Linked DNA regions of Astyanax mexicanus: region 2 is linked to region 1. A link is a contact called in public Hi-C data. All regions are on one chromosome and are shown on one strand. Each heading gives the region's core, a stretch centred on a gene start, on an enhancer-like site or on the middle of the called end of the contact. The rest is flanking DNA. Distances are from core to core; before and after follow the strand shown.

Evidence for each region. Hi-C and Micro-C count contacts between places; a contact is called where the count stands out from the background.
Region 2: a contact with region 1 is called in a Hi-C map of muscle, with 4 times the contacts expected there. The contact joins two enhancer-like sites. A contact is called at or near these places in 2 of 3 Hi-C or Micro-C datasets (both in muscle).

What each region holds. Positions count from the first base shown.
Region 1 is chr1:94,818,993-94,824,270 of AstMex3_surface, forward strand. No RefSeq gene overlaps it. Among protein-coding and RNA genes, the nearest start is that of LOC103047820, 88 kb to the right of the region's middle. Within about 2 kb of position 1,324, the one cell type or tissue checked has an H3K27ac peak away from gene starts, as active enhancers do.
Region 2 is chr1:94,886,581-94,891,676 of AstMex3_surface, forward strand. No RefSeq gene overlaps it. Among protein-coding and RNA genes, the nearest start is that of LOC103047820, 20 kb to the right of the region's middle. Within about 2 kb of position 2,946, the one cell type or tissue checked has an H3K27ac peak away from gene starts, as active enhancers do.

The DNA.
Region 1 (5,278 bases), core at 74-2,573:
CAATTACACCCAAAACACACCAATGAATAATTAAGAGAATTAGCACACACCTTTTGAGCGGTTTGAGCTGCGCAGGGCATATTTTTTGCGCCCTCATGATACCAAAGACACAGTACACACCCCTAAATCAATCCATGCAAAGCGAAACTGACTGGTGTGCAATAGATAGCTAAAATAGGGCCCTTACTTTACCTAATTACTGTACTGAATTCTCCATTCTTTATCTATAGTAAAGAAACGAGCTAACTCTCTTCAACATTTACTGAACATTTTTACTATACATTTCTCTATGTATATTAACATTGATACTTTATTTCAGTGGTGTGCAGTAAGGCCCTTTTTACCCTTCAGAGAAGGGGTGACAATAGGTGCATGTAAAACTAAAATAAAAAACAGCAACTCATTTAAAGCATTAGTCTGTGTTTTTCAGTTGCTACAGGACTCTTATCTGACTGACAGCTGTTTTAACCAATCAAAGCTTTTTAAAATGGCTTCTGCCCCCACGTGTCTGCGTGGACCCTTTTTCTCATTTTGAAAAGGGTGTAGTAATGAGTATGTTAGAAAAGTCGCAGGACAATTCAACCAATCAGACTCATGATTTTCACTAAGGGGGCAGGGACATGACTGTAACCCCTTCTCGGGGCTCTGCTGAAGGGGCTACGCATTGCTTAGTGTTAAATGAAGCGCATGCTGGATTAGTTCAATAGTTATCTAACTATAATGGAGTTGCAATGGTAAATGAGACAAATATTGTGTCACTTCACATTAAAAAGCATTCTGAAACTAATTTACAATAACAGGCCGTCTGACTGGTGAGTTTTTGCGTGTACTTAATGTTTTGGCTGACCTGGCTTCTTGTAGGCATACAAACAAGTGATATTTGTTGGCTGGCTGTACTTGTAGGAAAATTAAGCATTGATTTTGTAGTTTGTAGCTGTATTTTTGTTCATGTGCATTAAACTCATATAACTAAGTCGAGACAGAGAATATGTAGTTGTAATATAAATAAATATATCTATGTGTAGGTCGGTGGGTGGAGGGGGAGGGGGGTTGCAGAATGGGGTACCCACTGTATTAACTGCACGCCAGTGCTTTATTTACTGAACTCTACACTATGCTCTCTCATCCCAAACCCTTCATTCCAATCCTCTTACATAGTATCATTTCCTCCATTGACTCTCAGTTTTGAGTCTGTAAATCCAGTGTGTTTTCCTCACCACTCTGACAGGTTTGACAGATTGTAACCACCATGGACTTCCAACAAAACACCTCAAACCTCAAGTTACCAAGGCTCCCTACAGCAACGACAACAACAACAGTGTCATAACCATAACTCTGTCCCACCGTAATGTGGAAACAAACAGTCAGGCGAGTTATGTGAGTTGCTAAGCTCTCCGGGCTGTAACAGGATGACTCAGGGGTGTGTGACGCCCACCTCCACAGGAGTGAATTACGATTGGTGCCGCCTGCCTCCCGCTGATGATGATATCAGTGTGGGTGGCCACAGAGGGAGGAGACTAAGTGCAGGCCCACTGAGCGATCATATAACAGCTGACTCACTCGGCACTGAGCTTGCAGGACTCTACCCAGGCACGGGTGACTCACTCAGAGTAGGACTCCATTTACAGTAGAGGGAAAAAAAAAAAACACACACACACACACGACTATGAACTGCGTACAAGCATTTATGAGTAATGAGTGGTGTGCTGTTGTGATGTTGCAGAGTCACTTTTTCTAACTTATAGTTATAATTTTAGATGCTTGATCTCGATGCTAAGTATTTAAATCCCATACAAAAGACTTAATCACTCCCATGCCTTTAAATATACTGATCATTCTCATCTGGAGCCCAGTATAATCACTGTGCTGATGCATGAAACACAAACACACACTGCTCTACTGAAATCTTTACACATACACACATATTACACAAAACTCAACTCTCTATACTCTATAATACTGGACTCTCTACACTCTATTAAACTATACTGAACTCTCTATACTCTATTATACTGAAGACTCTACACTCTATTAAACTATTATACTCTATTTATACTCTATTTGTTGTTATACTGAACTACCTATACTCTATTATACTGAAGAATCTACACTTTATTAAGCTACAATAACTCTCTATACTCTATTTTCTGTGTTATACTGAACTAAATATACTCTATTAAACTGAAGATTCCACACTTTATTATACAAATCTCACCATACTCTATTTTCTGTTATGCTGAACTCCCTATGCACTATTATACTGAAGCCTCCACACTCTTTTCCTTTATACTCTCTATACTCTATTTACTGTGTTGTACTGAACTTACTATACTCTAGTGCACTGAAGTCCCTATCGTCTTATACTAAGGTCCATATTGTCACTGTCCAATTTAAAATGTATCTCCCAAACAGCAACTTTACATGAGAAAGATAAAACTCCTTAAATTTTAATTAAATCAGTGTAGAATATATTTATTTTAGGTCAATTTAAGAACATTTGTATTGGTTGATTCATCAATATTTTATGACAATATAAGGAACGATTTGTGTGTTTAGATTATGTCTTAAACTGAAAATTTACCAAAAGGAAGATACTTGTTTTTCATTGGACAGTGATGATACATCATCTTATTACACTTAATTTTCTGTACTCTATTAAATTAAACACTCTATGATGTATTATATTGCCATGTCTTTTCTCTATTATAATTACATTAATGTTCTGCATTCATTATATCCAATTTCCTATATTTTGTTAATTATACTCAATGCTACTGTATTATATTGAACTCTTCATACTGTATAATTGTGTAGCCTCTATACTGTATACCATATACTGTACTAAATTCTCCATGCATTTGACATTAGGGCAGGATCTAGTGAATCAGTAGCTACTGAAAAAGTGATTGATGCTTCACAGCTATTGGATCCACCCTCTGACCCACCCACCCCTTTCACTCAGAGAACCACAGAATCATGCTGACTCAGAACAAACATGCTGGCTCACATGTTAGCAGCTGACTGCACTGTATCTCACACACCCTAATATACAAACTTTTAGCTTATCAAAACATTTTGCTTTATTTTGATGCCATTTAAGAGGATTAACCCAGTTCTGGCCAAATGGTTCAGCAGAATTTGTCTAAAGCACTTCGACAACATCAACAGTACCACAGACTGTACCACAATCTGAAGATTATACCCTAGTGTAGCAACACTGCTATACTGCTATACAACATCTGCTGTACTGTAATACTGTATCTACTGGGACTGGTATTTCAGAGGTGGTTGTGGATATTACACAGTAAAACAAAGCTCCAGTGTGGATGAAAATGTCAGTTTAAGAAATACGATAGTGGATTCTGTGGTACAGTGGTGAAACTTCCAGACTGGACTGAACAGTTCTGTATTTTTCCCTTTTTCCCCTCTTTCTTTCTTGCTGGCTGACTGGAAAAAAACCCAACAGGACCAAAACATGCTCAGCAACGTGAACATTCAGTACGAGATGAATCACAGCTCGCCTGGTCTGCCAAAAAAAGTACTTTGTGCAGTTTGTAGAAAGTCAGCTGCTGCTGTTTGGACTCCAGTAGTCCAGCCCACAGCTGAGTCCATGGAGATTAAGGCTTTTGGTTATTTTGTTAAATAATATCATATATAACAACTTCTTTAGAAATATTACATATTTCTCAATCAAGATTGAGATAATCAAGATTTGTGTTAATAAATTATGAATTATTATTTTTACAGTAATTTCTTGGCGAGTTATCAGCTACATTTATTAATCATTTTAAAATATGATGAATTTTCCTCCGTACGAATTTTATATAATATACAGATTTATCATGGTTGTAAATGATTTAAAAATATGTCAACAAAGTTCATCATTCTGGACATATGTAACTTTTTTATTGTGCACAATTCAATTCCATTTAGTCCAATCCAAGTGAAATCCAGTAGCTAGATGGATTAATGCTCTTAGAAAAAAAAAAAAAAAAAACACTGCTAATTCTGATATGTCAGCTAAAAGAATCACACACACTCGCTAACATCACACTGAGTGATGGGGGGTGGAAAGGGGTTATGATAACACTGTTCAGTAGTAGGATCATCTTAGAATTATTTTTCACATGTATCTTCAATAAAGACAACTATTTAAAATACCCACATAATCCCAAATCTGTAATTCTGTAACTCATTAAATGTAAGTGTTGCCATGCCTGTTGTACTTGAACTTTGCAAGTATTGTGGTTGGTGTGGAGCAGTGGATAACACCACTTCCTGCCAGTGAGCTGCTATGTGGGAGATTGTGGTTCTATTCCAGGTCTGGGTGACTGAATGCTGTGGCTCATCAAGACTCTAACACTACATTGGCCCACCTCTGTAATAGTAGGAATAATCAAAGTAGCTCTAGATATGAGCATCAGCTAAATGCTGTAAATGTAAATGTATTGCTTATTTGTTAGTAAATAAATAGTTTAAACATTGGAATGTCCAAAAAAACACTGTCCAATAAGTTGTAATGTGTTTTCTATGTATCTGGATAGATACAACCAGACAAGCACTCCCATTGGCTAGGCCTGAAGAAGGTGCACTGAAGATCTTACGGTAGGTGAAGAACCAATATAATCAAACCAACAAAGTGAATTAATCATTTTGGAATGTTACAATAGGTGGTACCAATTCTGTGAGAATACACCATCACACTGGGAGTTCTGGATACTGTATATCATTGAGAGGCCTGAGCAGGTTTTGGCAATTTTGTAAAAGTTTGTACACACCTGTAACCAGTTTGAGAGTAAAGCTATCAAGGGTATTAATAAAAGACCTTACACTAGATTTTAAAACATTGCAGTGCAGATTAGATGGCATACAACTAGTTCTGCTGTCAGTGCTGTGGGGCTTTATACACATGGCATGGTGATTTCAGACTTATGTTACATTTGCAGTGCTTTACTATGCTGATTAAATCAGCTTTTTGCATTATTAAAAATGCCTGTGTCAGTAAATGGTACACCGTAAAGTAGCTGAACTTACTACACACTTACACTAAAATGGGTATCTAAATACTTTTGTACTTATAGTGAAGGTTAATGCTGGTTAATTGTTTCAGTTAGTTGTAATTTGGAATGCAGCAAAAATGTTCACATGCTACAGCATTAGCTTAGAGCTAACACACTGCTAGAAATCCACAAATAAGCATCACAGACATTTTTGCCCAGAACTGAAAGCCTAGATCATGCAGTCAGTCATAATCCAACATGAATGCACCAGCTGTATT
Region 2 (5,096 bases), core at 1,696-4,195, 69 kb after region 1:
TTGGACACATTAGAGTAACGGGTGCGACTGAAAGTAGATGACTGCACTCATTAAAAGGAAGGGGTGTCCACAAATATTTGGACACATTAGAGTGCAGTCTGATGATAGCTGTAATGGCCTTTATCTATATCAGATGACGTCAGCAGCACCAGGCTGACGTGACTAACCACAGAAATAACACACAGGAATTCCTTATTTGAGCACGAAGCTGACTACAGGATGACGAAACACGTTCAGCAGAGCTCCCTGTCACTTTGTGTGTATTAAAATGAGTCATTTCCATTAAACACACTGTACTGTAAACAAGCCCTTCCAGTTTTGCTGTACTGCGCTGTGCTGTAATAAGCATGTAAGCAATTAATGTGTTCAGCTGTGTTTGTTTCTGCAAGTCAATCTTGTGCTGTTAATCAATAACCTCAATAAAAGAACAGCTCTCCTCCAGAAGGTCTGCAGCAGAACTTCAGCCACTGGAGTCATGTGTGGATCATAAAACACACTCACTCACTCACTCACACACACACACATGCGTAGGCAGGGAGGGGGGCAGAAAGAGAGAGCATTGACACAATGCTGCTCTATGCTGACAGCAGGAGAACACAGAGGAAGCAGTGAGTACACACTGTACACACACACTCACACACATATACGCACGCAGAGGAAACCTGATATTCCTGTTCCCAGCAGAGGACAACACGCACACACTCACGCATTCACACAAATACACACACACACACGCACACATCATAACAACAGCCCTGTGGAAAAGTCTCAAAAATACAAACTGTTCCAGTGACCACACACAGATAAGGACAGGCCTGCACTCAAGAAACCTGCAAGTTTTTAATGCAGACTTCTTGCAAAGCTGAGCTGCAAACTAAAGCCACTCTGAGGAACCACCAGTACATTCACAGAAACGCTCATCTGAACGTCATCTGAACTGATTGGTCAGCACTCTCCCAGCAGCACACAGCAACAGTGCTTTTGTAAAAGTGCATGTCAGGCAGCAAGTTTCTCTGAGGGGAAGCTCAACCACCTGATTTAGCTGCATTAACCCATAAAAGTCTGGATCCAGTTCTAAATATACATTCAAAATAACTACATCAGGTCAATTAGGTAATTAATCAGTTCAATAGGTTTTCATATACATTGTATTGTATTAAGTGCACTTAAATTCTAAAATTTTTCCAAAAATCGTCAGTGCGCCTTATAATCCAGTGCACCTTATAAATGAAAATAGACGTTCATTATGCCTTATAATCTGGAGCACAAAAAATATGGTATGTGTTTTCTTATTATTCATTAATTTCTTATTAATCATTTTACTTGCAGTCACATGACTTCTGTATATATTCTATGGTTAGAATTGCACTATAACATCACATATACAGTGCCAGTAAAAATGTAATTATTTATTTTTTATTTTTATTTTTGCATTGCATATTAAAAAAGTATTTCAAACTATCAAGCAAAAAATATGTAATTATTTGGTAAACAAAAAAGTGTTAAACAAACCAGAATATGTTTTATATTTTATATCCTTCTAAGTACACACCTCTTGCTTACATGACATGTTTGCATATCTTTGCATATCTTGGCTTTCAGTTAACAGCTGTGCTGAACTTGTCAAGAGTTAATTACCTGAATTTCTTGCCAGCCATTGTGTTGTGAAGAGATAGAGTTGATATATTTTCTAAAGGTTTGCATACATTCTGTAAATGAGGTCAAATGATTACACACTCACAAACTGCTCTGTGACTGACTCAGCATGTTTTGTATATCAGGACTATATCAAGACAAGTTAACGTGAAGAACGGAGTTCTGTAAGAAACTTTCCACATCTTTTAAAGGCTCTGTGACCATATTTTGTCATGGGCTCTTTTGGGTTAATGTAGTTTGTGTGAGAAATTGAAAAAATGAGACTGAATATAAAAAAACAACATTAATATTAGAATAAATGTACAAAATATACATTGTTATTTTAAAATGTTACCAATGATGCACTGTTCAGCCATGCTGGAAAGCATTTATGTTACAACTCAGTCAGTTCATACTGCAATGCAAACTTTGATGTGTCCAACTTCAGTTTCCAGCAACACTTTAATGCAGTATGAGACAATTACAGATTTGTTAGAAGCCTTTTTACATATAACAAGCTTTTTCAGAATCAGTATCACAAAGGCTAATATTGGGAGAATGCTCAGCAAATAATGTGCTGCACGACTCCAACACAAATCCAGATGTGCAGCTCTGACTTTCACTAAGAGCATTTGCTCATGGTTCTGCTTCACATCTGTACTTCTGCACGTCCTGTCTGTCCTACAGTGTGCAGGTTGGAGTACTCAGCACTGCTGATCTTCTGCAGAACAGCCTGGATTCACACACAGAGCAGCACGCACGGATCACAGAACAATAAACACAGCAGATCCATCTGACCAATAACAGCCCAGTGCACAGCACAGCAGCTCTCTCACGCCCTCTCTCTCTCTCCCTCTCTCTGTTTTTATTTACTTCTGATTCTATTCATTGTTTTTCGCTATTGTTTAATTACTGACTCTTCCTCCTTTTCTTTCTTATATTTATTTCTCTTTCTTTCTTTCTCGATCTCTTTTCACTCTCTCTTTTCTCCAATTTTACTCACTCTTTTGATCTTTTGATATTCTCATTAATACTTCTGTCTCACTTTATTATTATGATATTTACTCATTATGATTTACTTTCTCTCTCACTCTCTCTTTCATTCACTTTTCCTTCGCACTACTTTAATCCTTTACTCACTCATTTTCCTTCTCCCTATCTCTGTTCTCCCTCTTTCTCCTTTTTTTATTCACCTTTCAATTTTAATTTCACATTTTCCCAGCCACTTATTGTCTCTTTCTTTTTTGTCTTTCTCTTTTACTTACTCTCTCCATTCTTTCTTGTATGAGTTGTTTTTTCTCTCTTTCTTTCTGACTCCTGTCTGTCTCCAACTCTCTCCTTTCTTTCGCTTTCTCACTTTCCTCTCCTGTCATTAATTCTTTTTCCCTTTTTTCCCACTCACTCCTTCTCTCTTTTCACTTTGTTCTCACTGATTTCTCCTTTCTCCACTTTCACTTATTCCTTTGGTCTTTTCCTTTTTACCCATATCTCTCTCTCTCTGTCTCTCTCTCTCTCTCTCTTACATGCACATTCATTTTTTTTCTTTCTCTCACTCTGTCTTACATGCATATTCTCTCTCTCTCTCTCTCTCTCTCTCTCATACACATTAATTCTCTCTTACATCCAAAAACTTTATATATTTTTCTCTTTTTACATGCACAAACATTCTCTCTCATACATGTACATTTATTCTCTCTCTTCTCTCACATGCACAAAGTTTATCTGTTTCTCTTACATCCACAAACATTCTGTCCTTCTCTCCCTCTTACATGCACAAACTCTCTCTCTCCATTCCTCTTACTGACAGGCTCATTCTCTCTCTCTTTTTCTTACTCTCTTTCTCTCATATGCACAAACATTCTCTCCCTCCATCTCCCTCTTTCACACACTTCTCTCAGCTTTGCCCTCCTCTCCTGGTCTCTCTCTCTTTCTGACAGACACGTTGAGTTCGGCATGAGAAGCTGAGTGTCATGCAGAACCATGTGCTTGTGGTGTGTGTGTGTGTACGTCTAGGAAACGGCCGCCCTCCAAAGCTCCTGAAAGCTGCTTAGAGCCATGGCCCGGTCCACGACGGCCACACGTGGGAAACGTGCTCTTGCACACAGTCGCGAGCCCGGCCCACACACACACACTCCGCAGCGTGCAGCTCCTCACAGGGGGGCGGGGCCAGCGGACCAGCTGAGTGGCTCACACACAGCGGGGAGGTGTGTGTTCAGCCGGAGCCCCGCCCACTCAGATGGACTTCAGCACGTTTACTGAAGCAGCACACCTGTGCCCTCTCTGCACACACGCACACACACACACTCTCTCTCTCTTTCTGTTATGATCTTAGGTTTAGCTTATTTGCACTTCTATAAACACATATAAAAAGCGACCTCTGCATGCATGACTTTCATTACTGTAATATGATGAGCATTATGATTCAGTTCATTACTCTACACCTCTTTAATGATCTGTGTTCTTATGGTGGATTAAAACATGCTCAGTCAATATATAAAGGCTAAGTATATAGAAAGTACATACTATGATCCATGCATCTATTATGCTTTATGTATAAGTGTGATTACACATCTTTCATAATAAAAGCAATCACTGTGGTATTATGACAAGCATACTGCACTTTTATACATTTCTTTACATTTCACCTTTTCATTCATTGTTTCTTCTGAAATCAAATGTATTAAAAAAAAAAAAGATTTGATCCTGCACATGCTAGACTTTCTACTAGACTATGGAGCACTGCTGTGAGGATGTGATTGCATTCAGCAACAAGAGCTGAATTAACAAGGTCAGAATGTTGGGTGATCACCAACATTCATGTGTCCCCCAAAGTACTAGATGGAGCATTATCATTCCAGAAAACCCAATTCCACATTGATAGGTGATTTATTTCCCTCTATTCTGCAAAGAAGTGCAACTTAAAGTAGCCAAATGCATTCATTATTAGGGGTGTCAACACACATTAGAACATATAGTGTATCTTGTGTACATGCAAGATCATGTGCAGCCAATTAGTAGTCATTAAACTGTCTAATCTATTTCTAAAAGAAAATACTAGTCATAGTTTATTGTAAGTACACTGCATTCTATCTCTTCTCCTTATTACTTAATGATTATTCTCTTTTTACTGTCTCCTATGGAACAATAAATACATGAATAGTGGAACTACATATGCAATAAGGCATATCATCATATATCCATTATACATAGAGTATATGTCTCTTTAACCTTTATACTGTATGTCTGATACAGGATCTTTACAACTTTTAATGAAAGTCAATGCAAAAATATATGATTCCTAGTAATTTTGAAGCAGTTCTATTAAGCTATTTAGCACACAATCTTGATATGATACAAAGATCAAACACCAGATTCATACTATGTAAAAAACTGAACAATTAAAAAAAATGTTTTGCTTGACAGCTAATTCTGTTTTTTTTTAATCTAATGAATTACTACTG